Linked DNA regions of Rattus norvegicus: region 1 is linked to region 2. The links are chromatin contacts, called in public Hi-C maps. All regions are on one chromosome and are shown on one strand. The core of a region is the stretch at or near the end of the contact, and the rest is flanking DNA. Distances in the headings are between cores, read along the strand shown. Region 1 has its middle 190 kb from the start of Tank. Region 2 holds the start of Rbms1 (RNA binding motif, single stranded interacting protein 1).

Region 1 (6,458 bases), core at 1,465-3,964, 500 kb after region 2:
TTCCCAGGTAGCTGTGGGGTTGGAGCTTAGACAGAATTCCAACAATCTGGAGATATAACGTCAATTTAAGATAGATTCTGAAGGAAGGACTCAAAAGAAAAGAAACAACATTCCCTGGCACACTTGCCAGGAAGAAATTTTCATTTCAAGGTCTTAAATGCCCAGATTGATCTGATCTTTATTCAAAGCAAAAGTCTAGGAAAAAATTTAAGAGAACTTAGATCCTTAACAAAGGAGCCATTTCCCACTGAGAGGACTTGGATGGGGGCTCCTCCAGTTATCCTCAGCAGCCTCCAATTAGAGCTACATCTAATCTCTGTACGACTTGTTCCGCCCAAGGCATTTGTGGGAGAAGGATAAACACGGCTTTCCCTCCCGTCGTAATAATAATTTTGAAATACTAACCGATATACTATCCTTGTGCTTTTATCGTTCACCTTCCATCCCAGTTGCTTTGCACTCTTAGTGAGAGGGATAGGGGAAGGGGAAAGAAGGGGAAGGGAGAGAAGAGGAGAGGAGAGAAATGGAGGAGGGGCCAGGAGAGAAGAGGAGGGGAGAGTGTTAGCATTTTGTCTAGGCTGCGCCCCACAGTCACCTGGGGATAGCCAGGTATGCCTTACTCACTATGAAAAGGGATGCATGCCCCTCTCCTCACTCTCTTGCTCTTGTCTTCCTGCTCCCGCTCTCTCCCCATTCCCCCCCTCCACGTGCTCATGGAAGCCTATGGCCAATTCTCCAGACATCTTACATGGCTAGTCACCATTTCTCCCTCAGAAGCATGGTGATTCATTCTCTCTCTCTCTCTCTCTCTCTCTCTCTCTCTCTCTCTCTCTCTCTCTCTCTCTCTTTCTCTCTCTCTCTGCCTTTCTCTGACTCTACTACGCTCTTCACTTCCCTCCCTATACCCTTCTGAATAAACTCTATACTGTCCTCTGTGGCTGGTCCCTTAGGGGGAAGGGATGCCGAGGCACGGGCCCACCGAGGCACCCCCGTCCCCCATACTTCACCACACATCCATAGAACATAGCCCTACTCTCTTTATCTTTTTATAAACACATCAAAGAGAGATGATTGTTTTGTAATAGAAGATGGATGGGGGTGGGGGGGTGCTTTGACTTTCAAAAGCCCAAGTGAAAGTTTTGAAAGAAGATGGGGAAAGAATCTTAAATTTCCCTCATCTTTGAAGATGTGGCATTAGATTAAGATGCCTAGTCGGACACTCTTCTATCTAGAACCCCCTCCTCCTCCTTTCTTTTCAAAACAACAGGTGTGCTTTCTGGGGGCCTGGTTTCTCTGCAAACGTGTAGCACTTGGTAGAAAGAGATACTAGAGTCCTGGCCTCTCCTTTTCTGTTCTCATTAAATGGGTACCAGATATGCTGTTAGGTTTTCAAATCTGCCTGTGCCCGGACAGAACACACCCAGCCACCATGGTTCCACGTGGAGAGGTTTAATGAGAGAAGAGTAGAAGAGCGGAAAGGCGGCGGGCCATGTGCACGTGGAGGGGGTAATGGGGGCAAGAACAGAGAAGAACAAAGAGCAAGAGGGGTGGGAGAGGGTAAGAGAGAGTAAGAGGGGGTAAGAGGAGGAGAGGGAGCAAGCAGCCCCTTTTATAGCATCAGGCACAACTGGCTGTTGCCAGGCAACTGTGGGGTGGAGCATACCTGGCTGCTGCCAGGTAGCTGTGGGGGTGGAGCTTAAATAGAATACCAACATATGCTCCATTGATAAAGGCTTAATATTTTGTTATTTATCCACTGAACCAAAATACAAGGTGACGAATGTTTCAGGAGTTCAAAGCTTAATCTAAAAAATAAAATAAAATAAAATAAAATAAAAAGCTTTAAAGTCTCATGACTCTGTCAGACACTTCTTGCGAGCATTGTTCCTTAGTTTCCTCCTATAAAGGCAAAAAACACCAGTAAATGGTGTTGTGTCTGCCTTGGGCAGCGGTGGGGAAGATTAAATTAGATACTGCTGAACCATTTGCCATGGTGGGGGTGGGGGAAGTTGGCTCTCAGTACATAACCACTACTGATTTATTTGTGACAGAATGTCATATCAGAGACCTCATATACTTGTTTTCAATAAACCTTTTCTGGCTAGTTAAATAACCTTATTTTAAGAGTCCCCAAAGTTAGACATATACATGCCTCTTACCTCTCTAAGCCGACACCTCACAATGACAGGGACAAGAGCCTGCCTTTGGTTTATATGGCCCGAGGCCTGTATACTTTCCAAACCAACTCTTCCAGCCCCTGCTAATGAAATGTAAAGAATGCGACACCAGGCGTCCTGAGTTAGGAGAGGGAGGGGGCTGCCAGAGATGTGGTCCCAGTGGGCTCTCAAAATCTCTAGTATTCAGTTTATCTTGGGTAGAGCCTTTGTTCGAATTAAAAACAACAACAAGAAGCAGGCTTGTGCAAACCAGCTTCTCTGTAAACTCTAGTCCCTTCCTTGGCTTCCCGCGATACGGGAATAATCGTTCAACTGGTCCCATTTCTATTCCGACTGGAAACAGGAAACGAATGGGGTACAGTCTTAAACAAAAACAAAGAGACTGAAAGACAAACCAGATTGTCCCTGGGTTCAGAAGAGGTTTGCGCTAAGTGTTAGAAGGTTCAAATCTGGAAGATCCTCCCCCACTTTCTGCCATTCCAGAAATTCCTTTGGGGGGGGTGAGGCGGGGGCGGGGAGCGAAGAGCAGTTCTAAACTGCACAGCACTGCCATCTTCAGGGCCAAGGCGGAAAATATTTTCCGGGTCAGATAAATCATCGTCCCTGAACGCTTCATTTAAATATAATCAGATGCTTAAAACTTTGACAGCATAGTCTTTAACAGATTTTTTTTTTTATCTTTTAGCGTTTCCCGTGTTTAGAAAGTCAGAAAACACATATTTTTTTTGGTCTGTGTATGTGATATATGAACATTAAAAAAATACGTATTTGCCAATTGAAAGTTATTTTCAACCGGAAAGCTTAAATAGCTTACACAGCTCTGCCAGGTGATGGAGCATCACAGACGCAAACATATTGTTCTGAAAAAATTTTTTTCTTCCATAAAAAGAAGAAAGGATGAGCGTAATGGTTCCACGGTGCCGTTTGAACAGATGGTGTGATTAACAACTAGTGTGTTAGCCGTCTCAGGAGCTCGCCGAGAGTAAACAAATGCAACGGGAAAATCACTTTCCTCCCCAAAGAGTTTTTAGTTCATTTTATTACGAAAATTTGGAGGTCTGCATTTTGAAAGCTGAGTATCCTTAGAGGATACTGGGAGTACGTAGGGAGGGAGGGGTTTCTGGAGGAAGACTCAAAAAAGACTATTCTCTTCCTGATGAAGAATGTGGTTGCTCTCTCAGAGGCGAGAATGAGAGGAGGGTAGTCTAGGCTGTCGCTGTCATCCGGATGGTGGAGGCGGGTGGTTGGTGGTCCTACACACATGCCATAAAGTAAGAGGGTCAGATTCTCTCCCTGGCTCTTGTCCTCGATCTCTCTCTCTCTCTCTCTCTCTCTCTCTCTCTCTCTCTCTCTCTCTCTCTCTCTCTCTCTCTCTCTCTCTCTCTCTCTCTCTCTGGACTGCGGTTTCTTTTGTTTGAAAATCTGAGGAAAAACCAGATGAGCTGAACAGTTGTGTTTCAGAAACTTTAATGTGCACCTGGGGATCTCATTAAGATGCAAATTCTAACCTGGGGTAGGGTCCAGGCTTTGAAATTCTTACCCGCTCCTAGGTAGGGCTGACGCTGCTGACCCACAGGCCCCCTGTTTACCACCTGGCCTCTAAGAGCCTTCTGGGGATGACACTCTAGCATCCCATAATAGGCTAGGCAATGCAAAGCTAGCCGATCAGAGGCGGGGTCTGCCTTCCTAAGGCTCCTGGCTCAGAACTACTTGTGGATAAAAATACGTACTAAACATACCACACATTGTACCGATCTTTTTTTAAAGACTTTTAAAAAGTACGTTTCTGTGGGAGGGTACTGCACGTGAGTGCAGTGTGCAAGGGGGACAGAAGAGAGTACTCGAGGTGGAGTTATAGGCAGTCACGAGCCGCCATAGTGGGTGCAATGAACCAAACTCAGGTCCTCTTGCAAGGACAGCACACCCTGCTGAGCCATCTCTCCATCTCTCTTGTGTGGGTTTTTAAAAGTAAATCATTTTTCGTTCTTCTTTGTTTGTTTGTTTCATCTGCTAGAGAGCTAACCTGAGAAGGACCTCAAGACACAGCCACAGCCCATACATTATCTATATTATATATTTTGGGGCTGAGATGATCAAGAAGCTGAGAGTGAACACCAACCAGCATGTGCAAGGCAGTCAAGATCAATCCCGAGACTGCAGGGGGGTTAAAAATGTTACTTTAGGAAAGGCATTGGGACCAGAATAGGAGGAAATCTTGGTGGGGAGACATCTATAAATTACATATCTGGCTCATATCCAGAAAACACGAAGGATTCTCAAACCCCAACAGTATGAAAGCAGCCTCTACCGGTGAGGCAGTGTGTGGGTAGTGGTACCTGTCACCAACCTGACTGACAGACAACCAGATGTCAATCCTCAGGATGCAAAAAGAGAACTGATTCCTGCAAATTGTTCTTAGAGGTCCTCATGCACTGTGGTATGTTCACCCACCCACCCACCCACTCACAAAACCGTAATCAATAAATGAATGTAAATTTTTAAATAAAACATTTCCACTTTAAAGTGGGCAAAGACCGAGAGCAGGTGCTGACCCAAATGGGAAATACAAATGGCACGTGAATGAGTTGGACATCAGCGGCCACTGTGAAATTCAGACTGAATCCCTCATGAAGCACCTACCGGAACGGCTACGTTTCCAAGTATTGAGAATACCAAGTGGTCTTATGAATGAGAAGAAACCAGATCCCTCACAAGCAGGAGACTAGCTCACTCTTGACAAGACAAAGCAGAGGTGAAAGAACATGTGATACGTGGGGAAGAAATAGCTATGTTACTACTTCACATCTAAGTCCAATCTTCTAACATGCAAACACATGCTTAATAAGTCAATGTATTTTGTGTTAATTATTTTAATAGATGTGTGTGTGTGTGTGTGTGTGTGTGTGTGTGTGCTGTGTCAATGCACACACCCATTTGAGTGTGCAGGGAACACAGCAGGATGGACATCAGGTGCCCTGCTTTATCGCTCTATATCTTATACACACGTCTACAATTTTATTTTAGCACAGCTGTAGGGCCAACAACCTCCAGGGCTCTACCTGCTTCTGCTCACTTCAGCAAATAAGGGGCTAAGTACGGGGAGGCGCATGCCTGACATAGGTGAGTGTTGGGGATCGGAACACAGGTTCTTGTGAGCCCTCTCCTGTCCCTAAAGAGTAGATTGCCACACGTGGATAAGTCCGCCATTTTGCTAGACACCTTTGACATCATGATTCGAAAAGTCAATGTCTCCCAGACATCACTATGGTGCTCTGGCTGCAAACTCCAGTCCTGGAAGCTTATTCTCAGCCCGTGGCACCCTTTCTTTTTCTAATTATCTGTGAGTTGTCAAATGGCTTTCCCTAGGTTCTTCAGCACATTCGAGGGTAAGTGCAGGACACCGGCTCATCACTGACAAGGCCTTGACCTTCGAGAAACTTAATATTGTTATAAAAATAAACCAAGTCAATTGGTTCGCCCAAGGCTTGCACTGCGTAATACTCCTCCAGGAATTTCACAGAAAGACCACATACCAATCATTCCTGTGTGGAGGTAGAGAGAGAGGGAGCTGTAAGAAATATTCAACCTCCTTAGTATTAAAATCCTGCAAATTAAGATAGCATATCATGCTTCAAACTATCTGTTTGGTAAACAATGTATAGAGTAATGGTATATAGCAGTGATAGGGTGTGTGTGTGTGTGTGTGTGTGTGTGTGTGTGTGTGTTGGTGGTGGGGGGAGGGTTAATGAATTGACTGTTAAGCCCGGCAGTGTTCAGCAAATGCCTTTAAAATGTGCATCTTCTTTGGGCTAGTAATTCAGCTCCTAGAAATTTATCGCAAGAAATAATCAAGCAAAGATGTTTGCCTTTATGCTGTTAAGCAGGGAAACTGAGTGTTGGGGCTCCATTACCGCTTCCAGAAAGTAGATAAGACGCCACCACCTTCTTTGACAAGATACATATACCACAGAAGTGCGCATGGGCTAGTGCAGTCGGAGAGGGAACACCTAAGGAGATGTTGAACGAATTCAGACAATATTAACAAACGGCTCATGTTAGTTGTGCGAATTAATGTAACCTGCATATTAAAAGGTAGAAGGGGAATGACATAAACCAGTGGAATGTAGCCCCAGCTGAACCAGAAAGAAGGCAGCTCAATTGCAAATGAAAAAATGCAGACCAGCCATTAATACTACCTTCATTTTTTTGTGCAATTTTCTTAAAGACAAGATTTTTTTTGAGGGGGGGGAATTTGTAAAAGGAAACTTCATGATGCTATAA
Region 2 (6,735 bases), core at 1,888-4,387:
CCATCTACTCCTCACGTAACCCAACAAAACCACATCTACTTTATAATCTCAGGTTAAATACGTTCTTAAATAACTAACATACCATTGCTTAGTTTTTTGACACAGCTTTCAAGCAGGAGTTCACAACAGCTGGGACTAGCCAAACACATCAGTGTACTTTACAAAGAGTGACGTATTCCATCTCTTGAAGGTCAGAACACACGCGGGCAAGCATCCGCACGGTGGACAAGCATTCTCGGTGAGTTCATTAACTCTTCAGGCAGATTATGCTTGTCATTAAACTAGAAGTCAAATAAAGTCTCCATATTTCTTAATGACTTCCACTACCGCCATCTTACCAATGACTACAGGAAGGAGAAAAGGGGTGTGTGTCCCTGACTCCGACTCTGATATCTAGAATCTACATCTCCGTGTTTTTGGAGACACTCCTTTCTGAACTAATTATGACACCTTTACAATGGGGAGTTTAGATTTAATTACCAAACTTTTAAAACACCACATTATATAGGTCAAGCGAGGACGCACCTTTCTCCTGAAACAAAGGGATTCAGAGTAATAAGATTTCAGATTTCATAGGAGAAACAGCAAAGTATGTTTTGAGGCTGTCATTTACTGTAACACAAATCAATATTAAATGCTTTATGCAGGAAGCACACTTTCAGAAAATGGACCCTAAAGCTTCCTGGGATCCAGCCCTAATTACTCCAGCAGGCTTTGCCGTTTGTCCCTCTCTTCAATTATTTACAGGGCAAAAAAAAATTTATATATATAATAATAATAAAAGCCAAATGGCATTGCATTAGCTATATTAAATGCTATGCAGTTGGTTTCTAACTTACTAATGGTACATAAAAATTACTAAGGTAAATGTTTCATAGGAACATGGCTCCTCCCCTTCTTCACCTGAATGTGTGCATTTATTATTCATGGAGTTAAGTGTTGAATAGGCTTGTCCTTCAGGCAACCAAATGCTGCATAATTATTTAAATGAATGCATCAAATATATAACACAGCTAAAAGGTGGCGCATAGATCACGTTACGAAATTTCTTCAAACAGCACACATACACAGAGAGAGAGACAGAGAGAGAGACAGAGACAGACACACACACACAGAGAGAGAGAGAGAGAGAGAGAGAGAGAGAGAGAGAGAGAGAGAGAGAGAGAGAGAGAGAATCTCCCTCAAGTTCCTAAAACAATGGCATGTCAACCACATGGAGATGAACGGTCCTGCTCTAGCAGTTGCGAACACCTTACAGATCTCCAGTGAGCGAAGGTAAATGGGGAATTGGGAGAGCAGCAAGGAGGCCTTTAGGTGCTGGGAAATTTCTGGCCTCTGCTGACAAGTCCTTTTTACGTGGACAAACACTGAGCTATGTTGTAGGGCATCATGGACCACACACATTGAGAGAAAGAGAAGCTTTCAAGGTTGAAGCATAGATTCTTAGTACCAGGTCAGCAATGTCCATCTGCCAGCAAACAATCCCCTAAAGAAAGTTCAAACACTGCATCCATACCTGATTCTTTTGTGATCTAGAAGGACATACTAGGTGTGTTAACAGCTGAAGAAGGCTGCTGTACCCACCATCCCATTCTGCCTTTCCTAATTGTGGCGTATGATTCCAGGGCGGTAAGGTGCACTTTTCATGAACCCTAATAATTTTTTAAAATTAGTTTATGAGACATCAAACTGTTGTAAAATTAGCATAGGCCCATTAACAAAGTGCCCAGGGTCCCTGGAAAGCCAGGCACAATTTGCCTGCCTACATGTCATCAGCGGTCCTTACCCAAGACTGTGCCACTTTTGAGCAGAATTGGAAATCACTCTCTGGTACACACTCAAGGCGGTTTAAAAACAACAACCAAAAAGGAAAAGTAAATACAAAGTCACTTCTTTTTATGCATCGAAATCTGTCCATTGTCCCTCCCATGTAAAAGCTACAGAGAAGATTAAAGGGGATATCAATGAATGCAGAGTGAACTTTGGCCACTTCTCTACCCAAAACACCAGCGTAAAAGTGGAAATCAGTAACCAGGTGAAGTGCCACACCGCACAAAGATCAGAGGCGAGGGGCGGGCGCACAGGGCCCAAGGCGGGGAGGAGACCGTCCCGGCCCCCTCCAGCCACCTTCGTCGCGCGCGCGGGAGCTGGAGGGTAGTCCTGTGGGGCGGGGCGGGGCGGGGCGGGGCGGGGGGCTGCGCGCCACTCAAGGGGACCCCACAGTTACTGCCCGCAGGGCGAGGCCCTGGAGAGGTCTGAAAGCCGTGCCGCCAGCAGGTCCTGCCGCGGGCCCCAAGCATCGGCCGGCCGCCAGCCCGGGCTGGACGAGGGGGAGCCGTGAGGCCGCGAGACCCTTTCCTCCTCGCCGGCCAGGAAGGGGCCAGCGGTCCTTTCCTGTCTAGTCGCTCCCCCCCGCTACTCTCTGTAACCCGATCGCCGCGATCGGCTCCCCGGGAAGCCGCCGCCCCGCGCACAGCCTGGCTCTGCCCAGGCCAGCGCTATAGTTAGCAACCCCAGCACTTGTGCCCAGAGGCGGGAGGGTCGCCGTGCGCCCCTCCCCAGCCCGGCCCGGCGCGCGCCTCCGCGGTCCCCTCCTTTGGCGACCCTTCCCCGCGCCTCCTTACCTTGGCTTGCAGATACTGGGGGTAGTAATAGGTGGCGTACTGAGGGTACATCTGTTGTTTCCACACTTTGCCCATGAAGCTGGAAGGAAGCCTGCCGTGCAGGGTCGAAGACACTTTAGGTTTTCCAAGTCCCGATCTCTTTCTCCTGCCTCTCCCTTTCCGGAGGCGGCGGCGGCGGCTGCCTCGGCGGCTGCTGCTGCCACTGCTCCACCTCCCAACCGGGACCAGACGACGTCCTCCTCCTCCACCTCCTCCTCCTCCTTCTGCTCTTCCTCCTCCTCCTTCTCCTCCTCCTCCTTCCAGGCAGACAGAAAGACACTGCAGAGCGCAGAGGACACCCCGGACAGGGCGCTCCCAAGGAGTTTCCTCTGGGAGCCCGACTGTGCCCGAGCTGCCAAGGGCTGGCGCTCTGGCCGCGCTGCGCTCCGGGAGCAGGCTGAGCCCAGCTACGAGTGATCAATACAAGTGGAAAGTACGGCGGCGGCGGCGGCTGCGCTTGGTGCCAGGCGGCATCTGGGGTGGGTGCGCCCGACAGCGAGAGGGGAGAGGGGCTGGCTGCCGAGGCCGCGGGGGAAGGGCGGCCGGGGGCGGGGCTTGGGCGCCGCCGAGCCCGGGACCCGCTGGAGGTGAGGGCTGACTTTCCACCACTCCTCACCTCCTAGGCTCTCAAGAGGACGCACAGAATCTCTGGGAGCGGCGATCGCTTTGTGTCCAGGGTGGGAATAGGTTTGGTAGACCCTGCTTAATAACTGCCGAGAAGGCACCTCTAGCTTTCCTGAGTTTTTAATCTTCGTAAGTGGGGGAGGGAGGGAGGGAAAGAGGGAAAGAGGAAATCTGATTAATCTCTCACTTCCCCCAAATTCCCGGACCGGTGATTTTTTTTTTCTCCCCACAAAGGAAAATGCTTTAATGTCCAATCACAAAGCTGGAGCCAGGACACCTGGGTTCTGTTCCACCCACACACCAGGTCACAGCACTAATTTTCTAAGTGACCTTGGGAAGGTTAGTGTCCTTCGGTTTGGTTTTCCCAGATGTGAAACCATGCTCTTTGCGTGTACACACACACACACAAACACACACACACACACAAACACACACACACACACAAACACACACACACACACACACACACCAAACTAGCGGGTCCTTCTAAGGGAAAGATGCCAAAAAGAGGAAGAATGTTATTAGAGGACACAATATAGACATCAGTTTCTCCCTGCCTTTTCTAATGCTGCCAGACAGTCTGTCAACTCCCACTCAGGAGCAAGGAAACTCCCTGAGTTTGGAATATTTTAAGGCCATTTTGAAAGTCACGCTGGCATATTGTTGCAGTGTGTTTCAGTGACACATAAAATCAATCTCCCTTTCTGCTTCTCTCCGTCTCCTAATTGTCTCAGCTCTAGACAGCCCCAGACGAGCAGCGGTTCAGTTCACTACATAACTGGATATAATTTAATGGAGTTAATTGGTCCCTGAAGTTGCCTGCAGAAGACTTTTATATTCTAGCTAAAAAAGAGACAATATGAGATGTACAATAGGATGGGGAAGAGAATGTCCCTAAGTTGATGTCCTTGCCCGGCTGATAAAAGACTAGGAGAAAAACATTTATTGAATCGAACTCGGTTGCTTTGTTTTGTTTTCTTGTTTTTTGTTTGTTTGGTTTTGGTTTTTGGTCACTTCTCAGTGCAAGGTAAATCCAGTCAAACAGGAATGCATGATTTTCTTCAGTAATCAGATCTTTATATGATTATATTTTAAGACAGGCTTTAAAAATGATAAACACAGTGGGCTGGAACCCTTATCTTTATATGATTTAGACAAGTTTCTGGGCTGTACATTTTTTCTTGAAAAAAATAAAATAAAATAGTTGTAGTTCATGTGAAGACAATTTGGACACGTCAGGAGGTGACTCGTGTACTTCCTCATTCATCGATACAGAATCTCACGAGGAAATTAGATTTACTGAGTTTCTGTCACATGCTGGGCACTGTGGAGATTAATGCCAACCTGCAGGTTAGAGTGGTCCAGTGTCTGACGAGGTGAGCTGAAAGTGTTCCTCATATTGCTTCCATACGAGAGTGCTTTGGTTCTTAAGTAACGAAGTCACTAGCATGCTGTGTGTGTGGGGGGGGGGGGGACCCAGAGAGTCTAGGAATAATGGTTTGGAAGGGGTGACTGACTGAAGAGAAATAAGTTGAGAAAGAACTCAGTCTAGGTTTGGACACAGGAAATTGCCAGAGTGAGAGAGACTGTTCTGCTTACTATTTTTTTTTCTCCTGGATGATGAAAATCCAGTCCATTTCCAAGAGCCCAAAAGCAGACCCAGACATATATGGAGGTTTGATTTATGACTGAGCCAGTGTTACAGGGCAGTGGGCAAAGAATGAACTTTTCAATAAATGATTCTGGGTCAATTGGCTATCCGCATTGGAAAAATAAAGTAAAATAAAGGTCTGCTTCACAAATATCAAAGATGGGGAGTCCAGCTGCTTTAGAGATTATGCTCAAAAAGCCAAAATCACAAGGGCTGTTAGAGGACAACAGAGGTGATAGCTACCTGATGCTGATGTGTGGCAAGATTAATAAACTGAAAGCAAGTGTGAGATATTGTGATACGTGGTTTGTAGACTGGGCCTAGAAAGCATAAAAAGTGAGCCACGAAATAATTACTTTTACAAATAATGACAGGTTAATATGCATACTCTATAGAGAAATCCTCGAGAATGTGAGAAAGAGAAACAACTTGTGTGAATAAAAGGGTTTTTTTTTTATTCACAAAGGGAGACCAACAAATGTTCAACCCACTTATGAAAGAATGCTAGCATTCAATTGGTAACATGATAATTCCAATAAGGTGACATTTTACTCTTTGCCACGCTGTCGGGAAAAAAAAAGAAAGAAAAAAAAACCAACAATGAAAATGACATGAGCAGGTGAAGGATGGAGAAGGGAACTCTCGAGATTGATTATCAGAAGCACGCGTTTGTACTGCCATCAGTGCCGAACATAGTTTGTCATTATCCGACTTTAATATTCTCTCTCCTGCAGTTGCAGGTGCAAACATATTAAAGAGTCTTCTATAGATGCAACAGGAAGTGTGCACAAGAATCCTCGTATAGCACTAAAAATAACACAAATGAACACTAACTATACAATGCTTAAAAAGTCCTTCGTGTACAGATACCAGGAGACACTGCAACAGGAAAGGTAATGGCCACAGTGAAAAGCATCAGTACACATCATTTCAAGTTTAATGCTGATCAAAGAAGCGACTCAAGGGGCTGGAGAGTTGGTTCAGCAGTTAAAAGTGTACACTGCTCTTTCAAAGGGCCTCTACCTCTAAGAGATGCATTGCGCTCTTCTGGCTTCCATAGACGCCTGTGCTTCTATGTGCATACCACCCATAGACAGACACACACAGTCATGCACACGACTTATACTACTTATAAAATCTATTTTATATTACTTATAAAATCTATTTTAAAAGAAGCAGCAAGTCAACAATATACAAGACATGATTCCATTTTTATGAGCCTCAAAATCAGGACAAAAGTATGTAAGAATAAGAATATGAATGATTTTTAAAGCATAAATAAAACATAGCTAATATAAACACAGAATTCAGAATAATGATTCTCTCCACAAAAGCAGATGGTTGTGAGTAAGCAGGAAGGGGCCAAGGATGACCCTGGATTGTAGGTGTATAGGAATATATTTCAATATATTCTCTTTGAGTGGGCTAATGATTGTGTGTGTGTGTACATATACAAATATGTACACACATACACATACACACACACCTATATATATTGTGTCTCACAATAAACATGATTGTTTCCAAATAAATGCGAAAGCACAGACAGAATAATGACCTTTCTTTTCCTAATATCTAGTTTCAATTCTATCATCTTCTCTCTCTCTCTCTTTCTCTCTCTCTCTCTCTCTCTCTCTCTCTCTTTCTCTCTCTCTCTCTCTCTCTCTCACACACACACACACACACACACACACACACACACACAAATATACCTCATTTTTTATTTTACTGGAGTCATTTAAAAGAAAATCTCCAGTCCTCTTTAGAGCATTGTCTAATATTATTATACCTAATAAA

The links. Hi-C and Micro-C count contacts between places; a contact is called where the count stands out from the background.
Region 1: a contact with region 2 is called in a Hi-C map of Schwann cells, with 11 times the contacts expected there. The contact joins the enhancer-like site here to the promoter of Rbms1 in region 2. A contact is called at or near these places in 6 of 12 Hi-C or Micro-C datasets (the A7r5 cell line, the Rat2 cell line, Schwann cells and 3 more).

What each region holds. Positions count from the first base shown.
Region 1 is chr3:66,326,092-66,332,549 of GRCr8, forward strand. No RefSeq gene overlaps it. Among named protein-coding and RNA genes, the nearest start is that of Tank, 190 kb to the right of the region's middle. Within about 2 kb of position 2,715, at least 21 of the 93 cell types and tissues checked have an H3K27ac peak or open chromatin away from gene starts, as enhancers often do. A contact at or near this core is called in the A7r5 cell line, Schwann cells and kidney, where this site is marked.
Region 2 is chr3:65,825,876-65,832,610 of GRCr8, forward strand. It overlaps Rbms1 (RNA binding motif, single stranded interacting protein 1), which reads right to left and starts at 3,138. Exons shown (of 14, transcript NM_001012184.1): 1 at 2,625-3,138. The coding sequence starts at 2,699.